3 separate regions of the Mus musculus genome follow, and regions 1 and 3 are each linked to region 2. A link is a contact called in public Micro-C and promoter capture Hi-C data. All regions are on one chromosome and are shown on one strand. The core of a region is the stretch at or near the end of the contact, and the rest is flanking DNA. Distances in the headings are between cores, read along the strand shown. Region 1 has its middle 180 kb from the start of 1700012I11Rik. Region 2 holds the start of Ndrg1 (N-myc downstream regulated gene 1). Region 3 has its middle 200 kb from the start of 1700012I11Rik.

What was found. Promoter capture Hi-C pulls out the DNA fragments that hold promoters and counts their contacts. A called contact is a pair of places that touch in the nucleus more often than the background predicts.
Region 1: a contact with region 2 is called in a Micro-C map of muscle stem cells, with 2.8 times the contacts expected there. The contact joins the enhancer-like site here to the promoter of Ndrg1 in region 2. A contact is called at or near these places in 1 of 484 Hi-C or Micro-C datasets (muscle stem cells) and 1 of 9 other capture datasets (adipose tissue).
Region 3: a promoter capture Hi-C map of liver shows a contact between it and region 2, with 3 times the contacts expected there. The contact joins the enhancer-like site here to the promoter of Ndrg1 in region 2. A contact is called at or near these places in 5 of 39 promoter capture datasets (the 3T3-L1 cell line, hematopoietic stem and progenitor cells, liver and 1 more), 1 of 15 datasets of contacts at CTCF or cohesin (large pre-B cells), 1 of 115 datasets of contacts at active chromatin or transcription factors (large pre-B cells) and 1 of 9 other capture datasets (adipose tissue).

What each region holds. Positions count from the first base shown.
Region 1 is chr15:67,404,364-67,407,117 of GRCm38.p6, forward strand. No RefSeq gene overlaps it. Among named protein-coding and RNA genes, the nearest start is that of 1700012I11Rik, 180 kb to the left of the region's middle. Within about 2 kb of position 1,363, at least 34 of the 459 cell types and tissues checked have an H3K27ac peak or open chromatin away from gene starts, as enhancers often do. A contact at or near this core is called in muscle stem cells, where this site is marked.
Region 2 is chr15:66,968,285-66,971,168 of GRCm38.p6, forward strand. Ndrg1 (N-myc downstream regulated gene 1) reads right to left here and starts at 1,357. Exons shown (of 16, transcript NM_008681.2): 1 at 1,220-1,357. It overlaps Gm2895 (a long non-coding RNA gene), which reads left to right and starts at 1,364. Exons shown (of 3, transcript XR_875396.3): 1 at 1,364-2,822.
Region 3 is chr15:67,422,661-67,425,473 of GRCm38.p6, forward strand. No RefSeq gene overlaps it. Among named protein-coding and RNA genes, the nearest start is that of 1700012I11Rik, 200 kb to the left of the region's middle. Within about 2 kb of position 1,426, at least 14 of the 459 cell types and tissues checked have an H3K27ac peak or open chromatin away from gene starts, as enhancers often do. A contact at or near this core is called in liver, where this site is marked.

The DNA of each region.
Region 1 (2,754 bases), core at 113-2,612, 440 kb after region 2:
TATGCTGGACGCTTCCAGGGAGCAGCTGTCCCTCTCTTATCTTGTCTCTCCATGACTTGTATCAGCACTGGTAGTGTCCAGCTCAGAGTTGTGAGGAGAAATAAATGAGTTTTTTCCATCTAGAAAAAATGAAACATTAAATGATTAAAGTAAAAGTAAAATAAGAAAAAAAAAGTAAAATAAGATGCTAGTGTGTTACTCACTACCTGAGCACCAGATACTAAGGGCTTGTGAATGTCCAGTTTCATTTCTATGGCTTGCTACCATTATAATGGAGCCTATTGCCTATTGTCAAGGCTTTGGACCCTCTCCTTCAATGCTTTACTGAGTTGGAAGATACACGTGAGTTATTTTGTCTCTTTCACTGTATATATAAAATCATGCTCCAAGGCTCAAACTATATTAGATATACAATTACATATACGCTTAAATATACATATATGTATATACATATGTTTTATGTATATATATAAAACACATTAGTGCACACATATATTATCTGTTATCTATATGATAATATGTGCACATATATAAAATATTTGTGTATATACATATGCACATCTATGTCTACATTATATATATATATATATACATACATACATATATATACATATATATATATATATATATGATCTATGTGTAGTTTGGAATCCTAGGTGACCCCACAGCTTTCAGTTCTTAGTTTGGCTTTTTAGACCTTTCACTCTGTTCTTGTTTATGACCCAAGGACCTTACAAGGCTAAAGTGCTAATGTCCATCAGTCCTGGCTTCATGCCTCTCCCTAGCTCCTTGACACTCACTTCTTTGCCAACTGCTGCTGCTGCCCTGAGATCACAGTGTTGGAGGTAGAAATTCCTCCCAGTGCTGCCTGTGGTGACACCACATTGTGTGTCACTAGGCAGCTGAGTGATCTACTGGCTGAAATTCCATCTTTTTCCAGGATGAAGTTAATCCACGTTCATCCATGTGCTTCCTGGTGCTAAAGCCCTAGTAAGATCTTCTCGAGCCCCTGCCTCAGAGGATTCTGACTCACTTGGCATCTGGCCTCACGTCTCCTAGACACCCTCTAAGCCATGGGCCCCTACACAGGTTATTGGTGCTTTAAGTCTTATTCTACATCTGGTATAACTTTTATAATGCAACTTTTATTGTGAACTAGTAGTCAGGCCAGTCATGCTACCCCAATCTTACAGTTGAGGAACCAGCAGGCATCTCTGCTCTATATTATCATACAGCTAATCCTTGGGTCCTGGAAGTGCTGCCTGTCATCTGACTCAGAAGTCTTGTTCTATGTTCTGTCTCTTGATGTAGTGAGAGAGCTGAAGACACGTGGCACTTTTGGCTACAAGCCCAATGACTTTTAGTGTTGTGCCAGGCCCTGCTCTGAGCTGAAACCAGAAGTCACAAGCTCAAAGCCTGCATGTCGTAGGAAGCTGCCAGGGGCATTGATGTTGGGGGCCAGAGATAACTGTGTCAGTGAACTAGCTTTGAAATCTGCCAAGGGAGAGGATGGAGCCTAACCCTTTACAGGACATGTGTTTTACCTTAGAAGGACCTGTGGGAGGCTAAGGTTCAGTATTGCCAAATAGATTGAAAATGCCATGCACTGGGGACTTTAGGGAAAATTACTACTTGAGAGTACTAATACTCTGTGTGTGTGTGTGTGTGTGTGTGTGTGTGTGTGTGTGTGTGTGTGTGCATGTTAGCTATAAAAACACATATGTCAGGAAAATTATTCAGACAAGCTACCACTTCTGTACTTCTGCTGTAGACTATTTTATATCTTGATAAACTATTTTGTTAAAGTGATTGATAAACATAATTAGTCTATGTTTGTTTGGTGGGTATATTTTACAAAGCTACCTTAGCTACCCAGGTACATAATGGCCATCCAACCAGGGACACAATGACGAAGACAGCTTGACTTATGGTGGATAGGGGAAAGTAAATCAGGTGGGGGATGTTGGTTTAATAGTAGCACTGGTTTGGAAGGCCCTATGGTTGAAATACCTGAGAGTAAGCCTCGTGGCTGAGCAAGAGAAAGGCTCTGCTCTTCCAATCATTCCCAAGGTGGTATGAAGCACACACTTCAAAGGGACAACCTCAGGTATGAGTCTGCAAAATTCCCAGGGTAGGACATGGGACCAAAGTGACCCCATAAATGCTAGTCATGGGGCCAGCTCTATCTGTGAATCCCAAAGAAAGATAAAAACATGTGGACTTGTCTGTCCAAAAATTATCAATAGTTTTTACTTATTTATTAATTATGTGATATAAAATTATATATTTACATAATATGTATAACATATTATATCTGAAATAAATATTAATATTAATAATAATAATAATAAACACAGAGAAAGAAGAAGATACACTTAATGGAGAGCCCATCAGAACATCATGCTGAGTGAAGTGACTGTTCAGCCTAAACATCCTTGAAGTCTGATCTGGGAAGATATCATTAGCTAGTGGAGTCAGTAATTTCTGAGCAGTTACTATGTGTTTGACATGACCTAAAGTCATGCCTATTTTTTTCCTATTTATTTATTTATAAATTTCCCTGTTGTCTTCTCTATAGCCTCATGGAGCAGATATGTGTATGATTCCATTCAACAGGAAAGAAAAATGAGGCACTGAGATATCAGGTCACTTGTTCAAGAGGTTGCTGGAGAATGGCAGGCTCCCACTTAACCCAGGCAGTCTGACTCTGAAACCCACAGTCGGAGCTGTCTGATCATTTCTTTCTACCACATT
Region 2 (2,884 bases), core at 107-2,606:
CCTGCCCAGGAAGTCTGTGAGGGAGAGCTGAAGGCTGTTCTAGGACACGGACCACTGGACTTCCCTCCCCGACCTGTCCTCCCACATTAAAGCCCAAGGGACAGTGCATGGGGATCCGTGATGACTGCCAGCAAAGGCGACAGACAAGGGAAGACGGAAGGTGGCAGAGTAAGGAAGCCATCCACAAATCTTAGCTTCAGCTACTAATTTGACAGAGGCGGTGGTGACAGCATGTTTCCCCAGAGCCTGCAGCATTCCTCACGCCCCTCCCGAATCTACCCTACAGGCTGAATCAGAGACCGCGACCGGTCTCCCGGGAACGGACGAGCGGTTCCAGCTGCTCTCCGGGCTAAAACAGCAGGGAGGACCGCCTGGGAGAAAGAAAGGGAGGTGGGGCGGGGGGAGGCGGAGGCGAAAATGACGACACTCAGAGCTCCAGCCAACTCTGGGGCTGCCAGATGCCCGCGCGACCCTGGAGGCACAAACCACCACTCCCGCGCAGTTACAGAGCCAACCCGGTACTACCTAGAGGGCCGCACCCTTGCCTGGGCTCCTCTCGCCGCCGACACTCGCAGTGGCGCGTGCAGCACGCGCCGGGACACACCCCGGACTCTCCCCCAGCACACACACGTTCTCTCACACGCACAGCTTGGAGAGAGCACTGGGCTCTGGACTGGATGGGAACCTGGACTCAGATCACACTGGTTCGGGACCAGGCTCCAGAGTAGACACACCCTCGCCCCCTTCTCCACACTCCCCGCCAAGTCTGCTCACCCTTACTCATCCCCTGGATACACGCGCTACAGTCGCTCTTTTCCTAGTCACCCCATCACCCATCCACACCCCTTCACACGCGAGAGCACACACAAAGTGTCCCCTTGAGCCCAGTGGACAGAGAAGTCAGCTGTGGCTCAGGGTTGACGCCAGGAAGTGCGACCCAGGTATTCCCAGGCTCTCCGCCCCAACTTCGACCCCTTAATCCCACTTCCCCAATTAGAGAGAAAGCGAGACCCAACACGTCTTTTTGTGCCTTATAGTAATCGAAACCCGCTCCAGTGATGCCAGCTATCCCTCCGGCGCCGGTTCCACCGAAGACCACCAGTTGTGGTCTTCGCAAGGGCCACAAAAGACGGGCGGGGTGTCCAGTAGCACCCCGAAAGCAAGCTTTGCTGGGGGTCCTTGTCTTGCTCCGGAGGAAGAAGGCGTCCGGAGGGCTTACCTAATGAGCAAGCAAGCACGGAAAGGAGCCAACCACAAGGTTGGAGGTGCAGCGCCCCGCGGGAGGTGAAGAGGGAGACGAAGATGGGTGAGCAATCTGCCTGCAACGCGAGAGGGTAGCCTGGCAAGGTTTGTTTATGTCCGTGCGTGCGTAGGGCGATTTTATAGGCGCCGGGGCCCCGCCCCCAGGGCCTCGCCCCTCCCAGACCCTCTGCTCCCAGCGCAGCAGGAGACGGGGACACACCCCTTTCTCCGGCCCGCCTCGTGCTGCACCCTGCCTGGGCTGGGCGGGGCGGGCTGGAGCCGCCGCCTGTTGCGCAAGCCTTTGCAGGGGCGCGACTGGAGAGACTGCCCGGCCCTGCCTGCCGCTCCTCCCTGTGATCCGCTCTCGGGACCGCGGCGTGTGCAGCGAACGTGTGCCCACCGAGTGGTAGCGTGGTGTGCCCGTGCGCGCTCGTGCGCGTGTGCATAAGGACTCCCTTGTGTCTCTCTGCGCGACCGCTTGCCCCCCTATAGCCTTTGAGTTTCCTAAGCCTCTGCCCGCGCCACGCCCTTCTGGGCGGCACCCCCCACTTCCTCCGGGTCTCCACGCAGTCACTCCCGAGCCCCATTTACAGCCTAGACGGCAGACTTTATCTCCAGGCTCCTTTCACATTGCTTAGCTCCCTTTATTCTTGCTGATCTTGGCGCCCCACAACTCCCTTCCTACTCTGAGCTGCTGTTTCCCCGCTGCTCCAGCCCGCTGTGTCAGCTGTAAGCACTCTACGGACTGCAGTTTGTGGTCCCCAGAACGTGCATAGAATTTGCTTTCCAATCATGGATCTTCCTTCTGTCGTGATGTTCTAAAACCTTGGCCTGCTTGCCTGTTACCGGGTTCTCGCCCTGACCTACACCTGAGCCTCTCCAGGGAGCTTTTCTTAAGCAGGTGGATACCCTGGTTACACCCCAGAGCAGCTTAGTTAGAATCTGAGAGTGTGCCCCAACACTGGGGCTTTGAAAAAAAACTCCTCAAAGGGTGCAGCAAGATGGCACACCTGGTAAAGACATGTGGCCTGCAAAACCCTGGGGACCTAAATTCCATGCCCGGAAACCACAAAGTGGAAAGGAAGAACACAGTGCCATACATTTTCCTCAGACCCCTCGCTCCCCATCCCCACTAAATAAATAAACATTGCCCGGATTGGCTCAGATGTGAAACCACGTTGAGAATCTCAGCACCCAGCACCAAGAAAACATCATGTTATAGAGAGATTGAGTCACACCTAAGGCCCAGTCCAGTCATTGTTTCAACGCCACCTGCTCAACCCTTATGACTCAAGTGGCCTTCCCCTCCCCCCTCCTCTAGATAACCTGACCCTCATTCTCTTGGTCTATGGATATCTAGGGAGCCGCTTTAAGAGCCTGCTCTGTGCTAAGGAGCTGGAGAAGAAGGAAGTAAGAAGAAAAAAGGAAAGCTCTTTCTTTGGGGGACATAGCAAAATGGAGCCCCAAGATTTCTGTTTCCCAAGACATCCATACAAGATCGCTAAGCTGAGCTTACCAGATCTATAGTTGTCCTGAGCACCTACTATGTTCAAGAACTTCTGGACCCAAGGACCATGAGAGTGAGTACTGGCATGTTTGCGAGTCATCCTGTTTTTGCTTAACAACACAGACTAAGCAGTCT
Region 3 (2,813 bases), core at 176-2,675, 450 kb after region 2:
GGAAGTGGCATGCCGTTTCTCTCTGACTAGGAGGCAGCAACTTAGCACGTCTAACATTTCTTCAGTCTTTGACAGCCACGCCTGAGACCTTGAGGCAAGAAAAACCAGGCTGAAATCGAGAAGAGCAATTGTTTTGTAATGGGGAGGATGAAGGACAAATGAATGCTCTACTTCTGCAATGTGTGTGCATGTGTATATATCAGCTGGGGCTGAATGAGTTCAATTTAATCCTTTTCAAACACACAGTGAGCATCTCCTGGGATAGGGGCATGCTTACTTTATAGCTTATAGACATGTATCATGTGCAGAAGAAGTCAAAGTTTGGTTGGTCAAGAAAAATATGAAATCAGTTTTATTTAACTTAAAAATGAAAGTGTGTGTACGTGCATGCACACACACATGTGTTGATGTACATTAACAGATGTTAGGTGGGATTTACTGAAAGGATACTAGAACAGTCTTAAAAAAATATTCAGGAATACCATAGACCCATAGACATAGGATGGGGCCTTTGGGATTTTATCAGTCAAATTATAGTAGGGTAAAACAATGTCATTTTAGACTTCCAAACATAACACATTGAATATAGAGAAGTTACTCTCTAACCTGGGAAATGATGAGAATTCAAACAGTGGTTACAAACATTCCAGGACAACAATAGCAAAAAGCTTACAATGGCCAAGGATGCATGGAAGATGTGATGAGTAATGCTCAAATTAAGAAGAGGGCTCAGTACTAAAAGCCAGAACTAGAATTAGGAACAATGAGGTGGGATGCTTATTTTTGAACTGAACTGAAGCTAGTGGCTGAGACCAAACAATTGCTGAAGATACCAGAGGAAAACGAAATGATGTGAAGGGGTCCCTGGATTTTTTCTCTTTTTTTGCCATTGTCTTCTATCCATGTTTTGCATTGGCTAGGACATGCCATTCCCTGTACAGCCAGTAGAGAAGAATGAAGGATTTTCGAGGAATCAGGCAGAGTTATGAGCCCTTGCCATCAAGATTCAAGAACATTATTCTAGTGCAACTCAGCCCAGTTATCTGTGGTCCCTGGCTTTTTCTCTTCCAAGTTCAAGTTAGGAATGTGATAGCCATGGCTTGATTTGGGTGATCTCTTTGGATGTCTGGCTATGAGCAAGCTCATAGTACATGATGATCAAGGCGTCACACTAGCTGCAGTCTGGGTTTAAATCATGGATGTGTCTCTCATTGGCTGAGTGATTTTGGAAAGAAAATTTGGCCACAGCATTGTTTTTCCAATGAAGGAGATAACCCTGTTCTTCTCACAGTTCTCTTAGACCTGTGGTAAGGCCACCCTCCTCCCACAAACTCCCCACATATATACCGACATCAACCTGGTCAGAATTGTTTACTTTAAGCAATCCTGTGGTGTCCTTGTGTATGCCATGACCTAGTTCCTGTCAGGTCAGTAGCATTTCCCCATCACATAAATAAGCCTGCTGTAATACAAAAGTGCAGTGACCAGCGTGACACAGAAAGTAGGATTAAAATTTAATCCATGAATCTCCACGTGGGGCTAGGGTGGTGATGCAATACTCATTCATGTGAAGGGAAAGTAAGTGTTCCCCTCCTTCTGAGCATGCAGCAGAGCCATCTAAACACTGTATCAGGAAATATGGTATATCTAGATATCACAGTTTGGGCAGGAGTAGTGGTTAGGAAAGGAACTGAAAGATCCTTAAGTAGCCCTAGAGAAATGACCACACTCCCTTTGGAAAGCTGGTACTGGTCTATAGGAAGTCCTTACATGTTAATGAGAAGAGATTGAAGGAGATCTGGGTGCTCTATAGACCCTGGTCTTAGGGGAGGGCTTTGTATGGGCTTTACTATTAGATGGAAAACACTTAGCCTTGTTTCTATTCTTCAACATATCCCACATGGTGAAGGTGTTTTCTCTTTCTGGGGTCTTCAACTTCTTTAATTAATTTTTCTTTGCCTCTGTTTATCATAATCACTTATCTACGTACTTGGCTTTGGATTGCTTTGGGTTGATGCTTTGATTCATTTCTTTTCGCTTTTCTTGCCTCTTTTGTCTTCTTGTCATCGTCTTTAAGCAATCTGGTACAACTATCCATCTACATTGCATTGTAATAGATGACGTTTGGAATCTAGCAATGATTAAAGTGTACAGAAGGCTATCTGTTGGTTATATGCAAACTTCACACAGTTATGTAAAAAGAGCTTGAATACCTAGAGACTTTGCTCTTCATGGGAGTTTTCTAGAATCAGTTCTTCTTGAACACTGAAAAATCCTAGTATATGCATATGTCTTCACAAGGCTGTCCTTCAAGTATGCCTGTCTCATCCAATGGAATTATCTTTTTTTACATATCTTTGTTCAAATTTCCATCATTTGCTAAAAACAATGCCAAAAGTCACTCTCTTAAGACTCATGTGGAACCCATGATAATCAAATCCTAATGATTACACTTTCTAAGCCACTATTTTCAAATACATCTTATTCACAGATATGTGTAAATATGACTTGTTAGCTGACACAGTTCAACCCACAGGACCTACTATTATGCACTCAGCATTGCTAACCTGTTACTGGTGTTACCTCTATGAACTCCTTTCTTCAAGGCACCCTCAAACCATGGGGACCAGCAAAGAAAGTCTTTCTTTATACCTGGCCTTCAGACTTATAGCCTTTGTCTCCCTCTTCCCTGTAGAGTTAAACATTTCTCATTTTTTAAAAAATATTATTTTAATCAGTACAACATGTATATGTCTAATCTCCAGGGAATAGAAATTTAGCTCCGTGGCATATCTATGCAAACGTCTGCCAGA